3 separate regions of the Mus musculus genome follow, and all the other regions are linked to region 1. Evidence: chromatin contacts called from public Hi-C data. All regions are on one chromosome and are shown on one strand. Each heading gives the region's core, a stretch centred on a gene start, on an enhancer-like site or on the middle of the called end of the contact. The rest is flanking DNA. Distances are from core to core; before and after follow the strand shown. Region 1 overlaps Chn2 (chimerin 2). Region 2 has its middle 19 kb from the start of Tril. Region 3 overlaps Cpvl (carboxypeptidase, vitellogenic-like).

Region 1 (4,574 bases), core at 1,167-3,666:
CTTCCTTGTTGTGTTTTGAAACCTCCCCCCCCCCCACACATTCAAGTCGTGTGTTTTGGTCCAGTTTTTCTTTTCTTTTTAGAAAATATTCTTTCATATATTATGACTCATTGGGTAGCCATTTTAATTGACCATTGCTAGTTGATAAGACAGCATTTGTTAAGAGGAATATTAGAAACAGTCGTTAGCCCAGTGTGGAAACAATGGCTTAAACTATCAAAAATATCCCACCAACTGGAGCCCTAACAACATAGGGGAGGGGCTCACACTGTGGTGTTCACTAACTGTCTGTCACCAGAGATCTCATCCATGTGGCTCTTGTTTCACTCCTCTGTTTCTGGTGACTTAAAATAAACCTCTTGAGAGACTACCATGTTCCCACCCTATAATGAATTCTATTGGCTGAAAAGGAGATGTTACTACAGGAAACCAGGAACCAACCAGCAAAAGAGCCTTGACCATAAAATTATTGTTCTGAAAACATATATGTATGTATGTACTGCTGGAATGGCACACATGCACGTGGAGTATTTAGGCATGAAACAGTTTGTGACAACCACAAAGGAAACAGACTTAATAAAGGCAGGAACTTATTATATTTTGTCTTGGTATTTACAGATGTGTTGGAGTTTTGAATGCATATATGCATTCAAAAATGTTGAAATGAGTTTGACTGGCATCTTTCTTTCCCTTGACTTGGCTACACTGTTGGGGAATTGCATTGTCTAGCCTCAATACATATAAGGTGTATATACATGTACATTGTGCTCGCTAGTCCTTAGATCACTGGGGATGAGATTGGAGTGAGATCTGTTGTCTTCACCTCTTTATGTATGAGAAGATTAATGCTCTGGTGCATTAATTAGAACTTTTTTTCAGCCTTGCCTAGGAAAGGCAGGACCTGGGGCTGGAAACAAGCTTGAAGTCTGACTTTAAGCCATGTGCTGATAACAAAATCCCACCTTGTTAGGGTCATGTTTTAAAGAAAGCAAGATTCTTAATATGGTTAGAGATATAAATCTCTATAAAACTGAGCACAGTTCCAGCCCTGATTAATAAAATTCTCCATTGTAACATGCTCTAGAGGGTAATTCTGCGCATCAGTTACTCCAGGGAAGGGGGCTCTCTCTGCACTGAATTGGAAATACAATATATACAACACTGTGCTTGAAGACAAAGGTCAGGTAATGCAACAGTTTCAACAACTGAACCCCTAGTCAGTGATCAAAGTAGAGGTGAAGGAAATCAATGAAAATAACATGTTTTAGAGGATTTAGGCTGGCCCAGGGTTGTCGCAGCTGTACACAGCAGGATGCTAAGACAGGATCTGAGAGGAGCAGGTGTGCACTAAGAAGATGAGGTCAATTGTTCCAGGTGCTGCAGGATGTTCCTCCAGACCCAACACTGACAGCAAGCCCACACGCCCAGGGCCAACTGATACAGGAGTACTGAGAACATTTAATGGAAACCAAACAATCTCTTCAGCAAATGGTGCTAGGACAACTGGCTGGTCCATACAGAGAAATGAAATTGAACTATTGTGAACAGTATATAGAAGTTAATGCAAAATAGATCAATGACTTAAATATAAGAATTAAAATCTTAAAGGGAATGTAGAAGAAATACACATAAATGGTCATTATCTTATCCTGGGCAGTGGATTCTTAAATATGACACCGAAATATGAATAATCCAACACTGGATAAACCATGCATCTTCAGATCTTAGCATGTTGTGCATCAAGGAGAAAAGATGCAGGATGAGTTGGAATACAGCACTTGCAAATCATATTTCTGTTAAAGGTCTTAATAGCCACAAGGTATAAAATTTTCTAACATTTAAAAGCCAAAAAGAGAGACAATTCCATTTTTAAATTGAGAAGGATACTGAAAAGATATATTTTTTGAAAGAAAATGTACAAATAGCTAAATAAGCACACGAAACAATGTCCATTGTCATTAGTCATATCACCTCAAATCCAACAGGGTAAGTTTTAATTGGCAACTTGACACTGCATAGAGTACCTGAGGAAGAGTTACAACTGAGGAACTATCTGGATCAGGTTGGCCTGAGGGCACATTCATGGGGGTTGTTTTGATTGTCGATTGATTCAGGAAGACCCAGAACAGTGGGTGGTGCCATTCCCTAAGCAGAGGGACAAAATAATTAAGACAAGAGAACGTTAGAGGAAAGCAAGCAAACAGGGCCCCTGTGTTTATTCTCTCTACCCTGGACTGGGGATGTGATTCCTCAAAATTTCTGCCTTGGTGTCCCCAAAACAATGGACTATAACCTGGTATTGTAAGCTAAGTACGTCCTTTCTTCCCTAAGATTCTTTTGATCAGGAATTAGTCACAGAGACAGAAATGAAACTAGAAAAGTTATAATACTTTAAAAATAGCAGTAAGTTTTAGGGAAGCTGTGGTCATTGGAGTCCTCCTACACTGCTGGTGGGAACTGGAGTGGGATGGTCTCTGTGAACAGCAGCCTAGCAGCTCCTTAGAAATCAAACAAATTACCCCATGGCCTAGCAACTCTGTGAGTAGGTACATACCCTGAAGAATTAAAAACAGGTGCTGAGGCCATCACCCCACACAGATGTTCACAGTGTTCATGTTCACAATAGCCCAGAGGAGGAAGCAACTTAAATATCCACCCACAGATGAGTGGATAAGCAAGTGTGGATATACACATGTGTGGAATACTGCTCGCTCCTGAAAATAGAATGATATTTAAATAGACGATACAACATGCATGGACCTCGGAGAGTTGCACAGTTTACAGCTGCTAACTTTATGTCCTATGAATTTTGTCTCAAGCCAATAAAGGAAAGCAAGCCTTCCGAAGCTAAAGCAGGCATATAACTCCCCATCCAGGCAAATCCTCATGACTCAAAAGAGATCTCGGCTCAGGTTACAACCACCTATGAAGTTATATTGGTATGCGTGGGAGGGAGGGTGGAGATGAGCCATCCAAATAGGATTATAGGCTGTGCAGGGCCAACTGCAACCTGATCTGTACACTCTGGGCTCAGGATGTTTATCACGAAGGTGGCTTGGCTGTCTGTCCTAGCTGCTCCCACTTACCAGTGTTTCAAAAGCTCATTTATTTAGCTCCATGCTGTATCATTTATAACAATAATGTTTCAGCAACTGCATGATCCCTCACTGGAGTCTCTCTGGGAGCTTTTACACACAGCCAGCTTCCAGTGTGTACCCAGTGGGTTTCTGCTTCAGATCTGGTCTCTGGACCCAGAAGGCATGAGGGTATATTGTACCCAAGTTCACCTGAAAGAATTTATAGGTCACTTTAAGACAGTAATACAGGAAACGGAGAGATGGCTTGGCAATTAAGGACTCTTGCTGCTCTGACAGAGGTCTGAGCTCTGTTTCCAGCACACACATGGTGATTCATAACCATCTGTAACTTCAGTGTCAGGAAATCCAAACCCACTTTTCTGCCGCTGTGGACACCGAGCATGTATATGGTACACAGACAGACGTGCAGGCAAAGCATGCAGATGTGTGAAACAAAAGTTAAAGTCCTTTAAGTCAGCAATATAAATATTCATTTCTTTCTGTGTGCCTTGCCAGCTCAGATTTTCCCTGACGATTCCCTCTCGTTAAGCCCCGAGTATTCAATCGTCATTGAATTCCTAGCAAAATCATCCAAGAGCTGTGAAGTCTCAGCTCTGGAGCGGCTGAGAACATTTCCATTCCCATCTCATTGTCCAGTGCATGTCATGTGGCCAAGCTTAGCAGGTTCCCAGTCTAGAAGACCCTCCCTTGTAGAGAGGCAGGAATCATCATTTGGGGATACAGTACCTCTGCCCTTATTTCTAACATGCTGACTAACCATGCATGCTTACCCAGCAAAGTTCCAGGTTTCCAGTATCTCAGAAATGTAGAGAAAAACCATCACCATGAACATATTTTATTTATTCTCCTGGGGAAGGTAATATATTTATTAAAATGTGATTCCTCAAAGCCCCATTTTGGGTTCCTGAGTATCTCGTCTGGGCACTTCCTGGGGGCATGTGGCAATGGGTTAAGAACTCCAGCGTGTGAATATTTCCCTTCTACTTAAGGAATATTTTGAAGGCAAATAGGAGGGTTCCTGTCATCTGTCGGACACACATTTGTTTGCCTGTGAGCATGAGTTAATAAGGCTGTCCACAGCAACATGAAACTTGAGCCAGGAGAGAGGCCTGCTCAGGAGGAAGTGGGTGTGATGAGAGTTCTTAGAACACTGTGGCATTAAAAACAGTGGTCTCCCAGGATGTCAGAAACTAATCCTAAGACCTAGAAGTGTGCTTCCCATTAGAAAAGGGGCCTTGAAAATGTAATCACATTAAGGATTCAATTCTTAATTCATTTTAATTCATCTTAAATCATGCCTGTGTGTCTGTGCATAGGAATGCAGATACCCAGAGGGGCAGGTAGATCACATTCCCCTGAGATTGTTACAGGAGTCGTGAGCCACCTGACGTGGGTGCTGGGAACCAAACTTGGTCCTTTAAAGAACAACACATGCTCTTAACAGATGAGCCATCTCTCCAGTCCCCACATTAAAGA
Region 2 (4,574 bases), core at 1,518-4,017, 450 kb before region 1:
CACTCCTCAGTTTCCCGTCAGAAACTTTAGTCGGGCCTCCCTGGGATATCAACCAAACATGGCATATCAAGTTGCTCCCCTCACACTGAGGCTGGATGAGGCAACCGAGTGGGAGGGAAAGGGCCCCCAAAGCAGGCAAAGAATGAGAAACAGGTCCCACTCCTCCTGTTAGGAGTCCCACAAGAAGACCAAGCTACACAACCATAACATGTATGCAAAGGGCCCAGGTCAGACCCACGCAGGCCCCCTGACTGTCAGTTCAGTCTCTGGGAGTCCATATGAGCCCAGGTGAATTGGTTCTGTGGGTTCCTGTGGTGGCCTTGACCCCTGTGGCTCCTACAATCCTTTCTGCCGTCTTCTGCAGGCTTCCCAGGTCACAGTTCTTGCTCTTAGCCAGAACAGTGGCGGTGTCTCACAGAGCGGCACAGCATCTGCTCCTTCTCATTGCTGTATAGCATTCCATCGCATGGGTACGTGTATATTAATATTGCATTGCATTCCATCGCATGGGTACATGTGTATATTAATATTTATGTATATAATGGGGGTTGGTCTGGTGTTGCTACGTATTTAAATGCCAAATACTGGTTTCCAAGGTCTGGTTGCCTCCAGATGAGCAAATTTCCACACATGCTAGCCTTTGTTGTATAAGCCTGACTTCTCAGCTTAAAGCTACTGGTTAAATAAAAGTGGCTACAGTCAATTACTGGGGAGAATGGAGGTAGGTGGAGTTTCAGTTACCCGGCTAGGGACCATGAGGAGAGGAAAGAAAAGGGGAAGGACGTCTAGGAGAGGGAGACAGAGAAGAGAAGGTCCTCATTAGCTGTGATGGACCAGGAGCATGTACCTGAAGTGGAGCAGACCCTGAGGACAGGCTGATGGAACAGAAATAACCTGGGGAGACCCAAACTGCAAGTCCTCGGCAAGCATAGCTGGGGAATTAACAGTCTAGCACTAGAAAACTAGATGAGGGGAAATTCCCCTAGTAATTGTGCCAAAGCCAAATAAATCATTGCCTGAGTCTCATTCACTTGGAAGCTAACAGGGATAGAAAGAATTCAAATACTCTACATATATATATTAACATACAGAAATACCAAAATGTGTTTACGTATTCTATTCTTTTGTTTCCACTGAAAAATACTGCTATAAACATTTTTGTACATACTATTTGCTATGCATGTGTACAAGAGTGCCATTGCTATATTAGTAGAGCACAGAATATAGTATTCTATTTTTTAGTAGAGCACAGAATATAGAATATAGTATTCTATTTTTTAGTATAGCTGCAGCCTTAGTACAGGGCAGGGCTGGAGCAGATGTGGATTGCAGTCTGAAACAGTGTGTGGTCCTGGGAGGGAACACTGATGCAATATGGAAAAGTCTGGGATTTAGTTCATAGCAGTTTGTCACTGACTTTTGTAATTTTGAAAAATGTACATAGTTTATAAGATGCCAACATTAGAAGGAACCAAGTGAGCAGAAGCAGATGAGACCTCACTATATGATTTTGAACCTTACACGAAAGTCTAAAGTGATTCCAAAATTAAGAGATTTTCTTAGCATGGACTTCACTAAGAATTACTGGATTTGAGCAAGCAAACAGCGTTGAAGAGCTAACAGGGCTCCCAGCTTTCTGAGTCGAATGTCTGTGTCTGTGTTTAGGAGACTCGGATTCATTATCTTTGCACAGAACCTGGTACTGAGTCCATCTCATCCTGATGGGACAAGGTAGAAGCCTGGCGAACCAGGATTTACACAGTTCTGTCACCACTCACCAACTGTCTAATCATTGAGGTGTAACATTTATAAAATGAGTAATGAAGTAATGGAGTTCTAGAGACCCCAAGATTCTCAAAGACGGTATCACCAAAAACCTAGTGCAGGACTCCTACGGCTTTGTGTTTAGCTGACCCAAACACCTCACAGTCAGTTGGACTATTTCCTGTAAATGATAATGGTGACAATGGGGACTATTGTTCTTGACATCAGCTACACCCTTGGTCTCTTTGGAAGACAGAGACCAAAGGTATAGGAAATAAAGTCTCAAGTTCTCCCTTTCTTAAGGGACTACACTAGCTTGCCCATTTGAAAACAGTTGCCAACTTCCTTGCCCTTCCTGTGTTAAAAAAAAGTTAGAGTTGGCATTTCCACAGGCTGCTGTACTGAGAGACAGCTACTGACTGCCTGTAGAGAGCCCCCACCCCCAACCCCGAGCTCTACTGTGATGTGTGTGTAAACCCTTTCTGGGTGGCCCCATTTCTAGCTAGCTACCCAGTGCAGGCTCCTGAATGGCTTGGATCCTTTCTATGTGCCCTACTTTCTGACCAGCCACCCTGTGCAGGCTCTGTAACTGCTGGGGTGCTCGGTGAAATCCCTTTTCTACCAGGGGCAGGAAGCTGTGAAGGCAAAATATGAATACTTTCCAGAATTATGTTTTACAGGAAACAGAGGGACAGTGAAATGCTCTGTTCTGGGTCCTGAGAGTTCCGTCTCATTGTAATGTGATCATCCACCCCTAATCTTGGCTGGTGCTGAAGCAGGGAGTCACCGCGTGCCAGCACCCTGGGTCTGATGAAATAATGTGAATAGCTTAGGATGTTTCCAAGCCTTGGGAATAAGGTCATGGAAAAGGCACTGGTGTGGGGGTTGGGGAGGGTGAATCGAAATGGAAATAGGGAAGGACTGAGGCCACTCTGCTGCAACAGAAGAAGGAGGGGCTTTACGGAAGGGCTGACCACAGGAGCTAGGTCAAGGCCAAAGAGAGAGAAACTGTGGCTCATTCTTTGGAAGATGTTAGCCATTCTGCAGTGACTCACTGCTAGGCCAGCTCTTAACCCTTCATCCTGGAGGAACTAATGCTAACGGATAAACAATAAGGAAGAGAACACATCACAAAAGGAGCTGCTGAGTAAGAAAACTGGGAATTGCTGGGGTGATCCAGGGGGAATCTTTGAAGCAAGAAGTAGAGCCACCCAGAACTACAGCAGTCCCTGGCTTGCTTCAGTCTCAGTCTCTGCTCCCCGAATCCCACCTCCAATGCTCTGGGTGCATGGCTGAGCAGAGTGGCCCCAAACTCCCTGTGCTCGCCCTCCTGAGCTCCAGCACAGCAGCTGCTGCTGCTGTTCAACTCTAAGAGGTTCCACTATGCCCACCTCAGAAAGGGAGTTGACATCCTGGTGTGGTCCTGAAGTCAGCCCCATGAATCTAGGCTTACAGCTCTTCCCGAAGTGTTGAAAGAGGAGGTAATTCTCACAGCAAGAAATGGGGCCTATAGAGGCCCTCAAAGACCACACACTGTTGGTATCAGGACCTCTGAAACCCGTGACATCACATAGGTTCGACCCACACACCTGTTGCCAAGGCAAGAGCCACCATATTCCCAGAATCCACTTGGCTCACCTCCTATCTTTACCTGTGACTATGTCACCATCCATATATAAAAAAAGCCCCCTTCCATATCTCTCTCTCTCTCTCTCTCTCTTTCCCCATTCTCTTTCCGAGGCCACCTTGCCCTTCTCTCTCTCAATAAACCTCATGTGGAACTGTTTGACCTGGTGTGGTCTTTCTGAAGCCGCAGGAAAATCACACAACACACCACATACCACACACCACACACCACACACCACATGTGGAAAACGCCCCTCCCAGCAAATTCAGAAAGCAGTTCCTTAGTCATCTTCTTTGGTGGCTCCTTCATTCACTAGTTTTAATTCATCTGCTTGGATACTGGGATTCTGACAAACAGGAAAAGACCATGAAGGAGGCTAATAATGGCTGCCCTTCTGTAAGGCCCTAGCTCTCCTGTAGCAGCTTAGTGGCCTTAGCCCTTCCCTACTTTCATCAAGATTGACTCCCTAGCCAGTGCTGTTGTTTCCCTGACCTTATTATTCCCAAGGGCATAGAAGCATCCTAACATTCAAGCTGTCTGTGGATGGATTGGAGTCTATGGCTAGCTAGCTCTGGGCTACCTTGGTGTCTTTTTCCTGCTATTCCTACTGGAATTACACACTATGGAAGAAATGTTACCAAAATCTGCAAGCCTAGACAAAAGTCGGCAGCTCTCTAGCCAGACTGGCTTTCTAGTATGTCACTCAGGGGTGGAAGTCACAAATGGCAGAAGCTGTTCCTGGTAGATATGCTAGGAGTGAGATGAGAGCCGGTGGTAGGAAAGCTGAGTCTAACGAATGAGACAATGTGAGCCTCGCCTTCTCTGATGGGTGACCGTGATTAAGTGTTAACCAGACCTTCTGATGTTATACCCTATTCAAGTCTCCACTGTGGATGGCAACCCAAGGCCACAGGCAGTGAGCATCTGTGAGTGCCAGTGGATCCATGCCATGGCCTTGGGAGGCTCTACCAGCCCTGCTTCCTCCCTAAGTACCATTGCCCAGAGGCCAGGTGTATTGTGGGAGCCACAACAGTATCATGTAATTAAGTTAAAATGTCTCAGCTACATCTCAGGCATATTCCTTTATGACCAGAACAAAAGGTCATTTGGTGAAGTAATTTTTGGTGGGGAAATCTGTAGCATCTATAACTAAATGAATGCTTAGGGTTGGTTTGCTTGTATT
Region 3 (4,574 bases), core at 947-3,446, 290 kb before region 1:
CAAGCTTGGTCATAGATTAAAATAATGTGGATAATCTCTTTTCAAATGACTTTGCCTTGACTGAAGCCAGAGGAGTTGTACTCCCCTTATCCCACCCCTTGACCCCTGTGTGGAGTAGGATGGCACTCTCAGCTTTCCCCCGACGATTCTTACAAGCAAAAAAACAGCTAGAGACCTGCTAGATGATAGAGAGCCTGCTTTTTCAGTCTCCTAGGCAACTAATCTCCAATACTCTCTTCTCCCCCACCTTCCTGTGACCTGGCAGGGTTAAGGTTATCTCTAGACACTCAGAAAAATAGCCTGGTCCTAAGAGGCCACACTACAGGACAAGTCAAACAGCAATGTGCCAAACAGGGTTCTCATGAGGCCGTGAAGCACGGCACCCTGCATTCCTGGGATGCTAGCAGACTTCCAACCTCAGCTGACCTGCCTCCTTGGTGCTCAGCGGCCCTTGAAGCACCTGGTTTTAAAGAGAACCCAACCCCTACCATGTGTCTTTCTCCTTCAATGAGTTGAGCAGCCTATGCACTGATGCCATACCTGAACCAGGTGCTGCGATATGAAGGTGCTATTTAATGCTATGTACCCGAGAGTCAGCCATAGCACGTCATGCTTGTGTGACGAATCATGACATCATAACCAGGATAGACAATACTTGCTATGGCCCACACGAACGGCATAACATTCTTATAGATAATCCATGACATATCCAGATCTCACTTGTGAGGTGAGGCCCTTCTCCAAGGAAAGAGGAGAAATGCACAAGGACATGACGAAGAAAACCTCACTGCAAACATGGGGGCCACTGAAATAAGGAACTTCTGCTAATTGGTGGTAGGTAGGATGGAATTCAGACTTTTGAAAATATTAATCTTACTTTAGCTACGATTCAAGACATTTAGGTCTCCCATCTCAAAGCTTTAAAGTGATTTTCTTCATCAATACGTTTTATATTGCAGAGTACTTCTTTTTAAATCTCAGTACATTTTTTTGCTTATTTGTTTATTAACTGGCACCTGTGAGCATTAATAAACAAGTTTTGAGAGCTGGTTCTCTCCTGCCATGGAGCTCAGGGGGCCGTCAGGTCCTCAGGTTTGATAGTGGGTACATTCAGACCCACCATCTCTCGGCTCTGGGGTATACACTCGGAATTAAGGATTTTTAAAGACCGCCCCCCCCCCTGCCATCCCAAGTCTAACTTCTTAAACTTAGTCACGGAGATGTCTGAGGACTCTTCTCTACACATGTGCTCCACTTATGGACATTACATACGCTGAAGACACAGCACAGTGATAAGGCCATGCTGTTTTTGTGGTCACTGGACCTCAGGTTGTGGGGTGTCTCTCCGCAGCAGTGAGTCACATCACCACCATGCCCCATGCATCCAGCACAGTGTGTAAATTCATCTAATAGCACACACTGTCTGCTCTCCCAAAGCTGTGGGTTAGCTCCTACTCACAGTCAGGAAGAAAAAAAAAGTACTCTGTAAAGAGTGTGGCTATGGGAGCTACACTGCCAGGACTGGAGTTCCGACTAGCTGTTTTATATCTGCGTGTCCTTGAGTCCATGCCTTACTTTCGCTGTGTCTCCGTGCCCTCTGCCTGGAAGCACAGGTTGTTATTTATATGAGCAGCAGGTACAGTCACAACACTTCTTTCAGGCAGCGTCTGGTGTTACCTTTTTTAAAGTGTCAGTTCAGGTTGGGTTTTTGATGAGTGGGAAGACAGCTACGTGTAGCTACATATAGGGGCAGGTGGGCAGAGGAACACGCGATTGAGGACTCAAAGGCAGGGCTTTTGAGATGGCTATTCAAGCTTGGGATGGATGGCTTAGATGGATAATCGCCCCGGGTAAAGAGTTACCTGTTTGAAGATGAAGAAAAGAAACAGTTTATGAATGAGTCAAGGGCCTGAGTATAACCATGTCGAGAGCTACTGAGAGAAGGAAGACACGATGAAATGCGAAGGAGCAGAGGAATCCTGGACTTGTGAGATACACGGAGAACAACAGCAGATGCCCTGCGCGTGGGTGGAGCACAAGTGGCTGAGCCCTGTCCTGGTGCACAGACAACAACCGACAACAACCGTGGCAGCCTGCAATCCCAGTAGCTAGGGAAGTGAAGACAGAAGTGTGACTGCCTGGGCTACACAGAAAGACCCAATCAAGACTCCGGAGGGAGGAGAAAGGGGAGGGAGGAGAGGGAGGGGAGGGAGAAAGTGAGGGAGGGAAAGTAAGGGGAAAGGAAAAGAACTAGATCCAGTTTATCCACTGGCCTCTCAATTCCTCTGGCGACCCCTGGTGGCCAGTCACAAACTTGGCTACTCTTTCCTCAATGTTTCTTGCATGATGAACAGCCAGCCCCAAGGAGGCACTTCTTCTCTTCTGTCCGTGAAACTATCTACACCAGCATATCCCACTACTTACTTTCGATGATGGACAAAGAAAACGATTGTGTGCCTTCATAAAAGCAAAATTCCTGAAATCTAAACTGGTCCTGATGTGGCCTGTCACCTTCCAAGCGTCAGCTATGCATACTCTAGACTTTTTAAAGGTATCTCCAGCCAGACCAGACCCCAGCTTTACAGTCAGAGATAGATAACAAGACACAGTAGACATGATTTCTATTTGCACATCAACACGTTGCTGAAATGGAGAGTCAGTATGTCAGGAACAGGGACTAAAGACAACGATTTCAGTTCTTTCGATCAACATGGTTGTTCTAAGTTTGCTTTTCATTGCTGTTATAAACACCATGGCCAAAAGCAACTGGGGTGGGAAAGCTCTTATTTCATCTTACATGTTATAATCCATCATTAAAGGAAATTGGGGCAAACACTCAAGGAAGGAACCAAATCCATGGCCACAGAGGGATGTTGCTTATTGGCTTGCTCGGCCTGCTTTCTTATACCTCCAAAGATCGCCTGCCCACATAAATCACTAATCAAGAAAATACTCCACAGTCCAATCTGATAGATGTAACTCTCCAATTGACATTCCCTCTTCCCAGGTGTTTGTGTCAAGCCAACAAAAATCTGACCAGTGATTAAGGGCCCTGAAGAGGATAGGAGCTCCACAGGACAACCAACAGAGTCAACTAACCTGGACCCTTGGGAGCTCTCAGAGACTGAACCACCAACCAAAGAACATGCACGGGCTGGACCCAGGCCCCTTGCATATATGTAGCAGACGTGCAGGTCGGTCTTCATGAGGGTCCTGAACAACTGGAGCAGGGACGATAACAAAAGCTATTGCCTCTATGTGGAATATGTTCTTCTAGCTGGGCTACCTTGTCTGACTTTAATGGGAGAGGATTCACCCTGAAGAAACTTGATGCGCCAGGATGGGGGGGATCCCCAGGGGGAGGGGCCTCCACTCTCTCAGAGGAGAAGAGGAGGGGAGATGGGGGAGGGGATATATGGGGAGGGGGGACCAGGAGGGAGGGCAGTGATCAGGATGTAAAGTGAATGAATGAATGAATGAATTAATTAATTAATTAATTAATTGAGAAAAAGAATACAGTAAAACAAAACAAAACAATCTAACTAGTGGTTGTATTTTACATAGACAATTCCATTGATGTGGCTCTAGGGAATTAAACAGCTTACCACGTGTGGGGGCAGTATTTTGGCCAGAACCCAATCTGCATACATTTTTCTAGCCAACCCTTTCTTCCCTTCCACTAAGAAACACCATTCTAGAAAAGAGGATGCAACAGCCCACCACTGCCAGACTTCAAGGCAGGCTTAAAGTGGCAAGTGTGCTGTGGTAACTCAGTGACACCCTCTCTGTAGTTCTAAATGCAACGACTGGAGGCTTGCTTGCTTTACGTAACATGTTCTCTCTTAAGTGAAGCCATTAGTACCCAAGGTAAAGTCTTAACACCCCCCCCCCCGGTGCATCTGAGTGGACCCCCACCCTGCCGCACAGATCTCTCTGCCTACGATGCTTCAGCTGCCACGCCATGTTGATCAAGGAAAAGGATTTTTATTTAAAGCAATTAGTTTTGTAACCAGAATCATTGAGTAGCTTGGCAGAACCATTTTAATTCTACACACATAGTCCCAACACATGTGAACAGCTTGCTTACGACAGCCATGTGTTCCCAGGGAAGGTTGTTCACAGTGCTTCCTGTTGACAACATTAAACTGTCTTTAAACTGTGATCATTCATAGGGAAAATTAACTTTTTCAGTTGTCTCCCCCTGTCTTCTTAGATCATCCCCAACCTCCTCTGAGCTCTTATCAAGCGTTGACTTATCTCCTCATCAAGAGGCAGCCTCAAGCCCGTAGACTCCTCACCAGGCTCTTCCCTAAACATCCCAGGAGATAACAAGCCCCAGGCAAGAAAGCTATAGCTTAGAAGGAATGTGAGAGGCAGTGTGAATGAGGGAGTCTGGTCTCATTTCTGAGTCTAGCTAAGATGAAAGATGACTGGAAAAGTTAATAACCTCAGTCTTTGTGTAGAATTTTAATTTCCCCAATGGACAATTGGGCACACAAAGTTTTCTGCAGAGTCCTAATATACATATTAATAGAGTGGTCTATAACTTACAATTTATGGCCACTTTGTTTTGT

The links. A called contact is a pair of places that touch in the nucleus more often than the background predicts.
Region 2: a contact with region 1 is called in a Hi-C map of bone marrow-derived macrophages, with 17 read pairs. The contact joins two enhancer-like sites. A contact is called at or near these places in 17 of 39 promoter capture datasets (the C10 cell line, the HPC-7 cell line, HPC-7-derived erythroid cells and 11 more), 1 of 15 datasets of contacts at CTCF or cohesin (embryonic stem cells), 9 of 484 Hi-C or Micro-C datasets (bone marrow-derived macrophages, cerebellum, embryonic stem cells and 3 more) and 16 of 115 datasets of contacts at active chromatin or transcription factors (craniofacial prominence, embryonic basal ganglia, embryonic forebrain and 10 more).
Region 3: a Hi-C map of bone marrow-derived macrophages shows a contact between it and region 1, with 29 read pairs. The contact joins two enhancer-like sites. A contact is called at or near these places in 1 of 15 datasets of contacts at CTCF or cohesin (large pre-B cells), 52 of 484 Hi-C or Micro-C datasets (the AML12 cell line, the C10 cell line, ECoMG-derived neutrophils and 31 more), 6 of 115 datasets of contacts at active chromatin or transcription factors (differentiating embryonic stem cells, embryonic basal ganglia, embryonic stem cells and 1 more) and 1 of 9 other capture datasets (embryonic stem cells).

Annotation. Positions count from the first base shown.
Region 1 is chr6:54,246,100-54,250,673 of GRCm38.p6, forward strand. The region is part of intron 6 of Chn2 (chimerin 2); the gene reads left to right. Gm15527 (a long non-coding RNA gene) reads right to left here. Exons shown (of 3, transcript XR_003956307.1): 2 at 3,087-3,287; 3 at 1-2,145. Among named protein-coding and RNA genes, the nearest start is that of Gm15527, 6.6 kb to the right of the region's middle. Within about 2 kb of position 2,417, at least 31 of the 459 cell types and tissues checked have an H3K27ac peak or open chromatin away from gene starts, as enhancers often do. A contact at or near this core is called in bone marrow-derived macrophages and muscle stem cells, where this site is marked.
Region 2 is chr6:53,799,449-53,804,022 of GRCm38.p6, forward strand. No RefSeq gene overlaps it. Among named protein-coding and RNA genes, the nearest start is that of Tril, 19 kb to the right of the region's middle. Within about 2 kb of position 2,768, at least 84 of the 459 cell types and tissues checked have an H3K27ac peak or open chromatin away from gene starts, as enhancers often do. A contact at or near this core is called in bone marrow-derived macrophages and muscle stem cells, where this site is marked.
Region 3 is chr6:53,956,340-53,960,913 of GRCm38.p6, forward strand. The region is part of intron 3 of Cpvl (carboxypeptidase, vitellogenic-like); the gene reads right to left. Among named protein-coding and RNA genes, the nearest start is that of Cpvl, 20 kb to the right of the region's middle. Within about 2 kb of position 2,197, at least 23 of the 459 cell types and tissues checked have an H3K27ac peak or open chromatin away from gene starts, as enhancers often do. A contact at or near this core is called in bone marrow-derived macrophages, where this site is marked.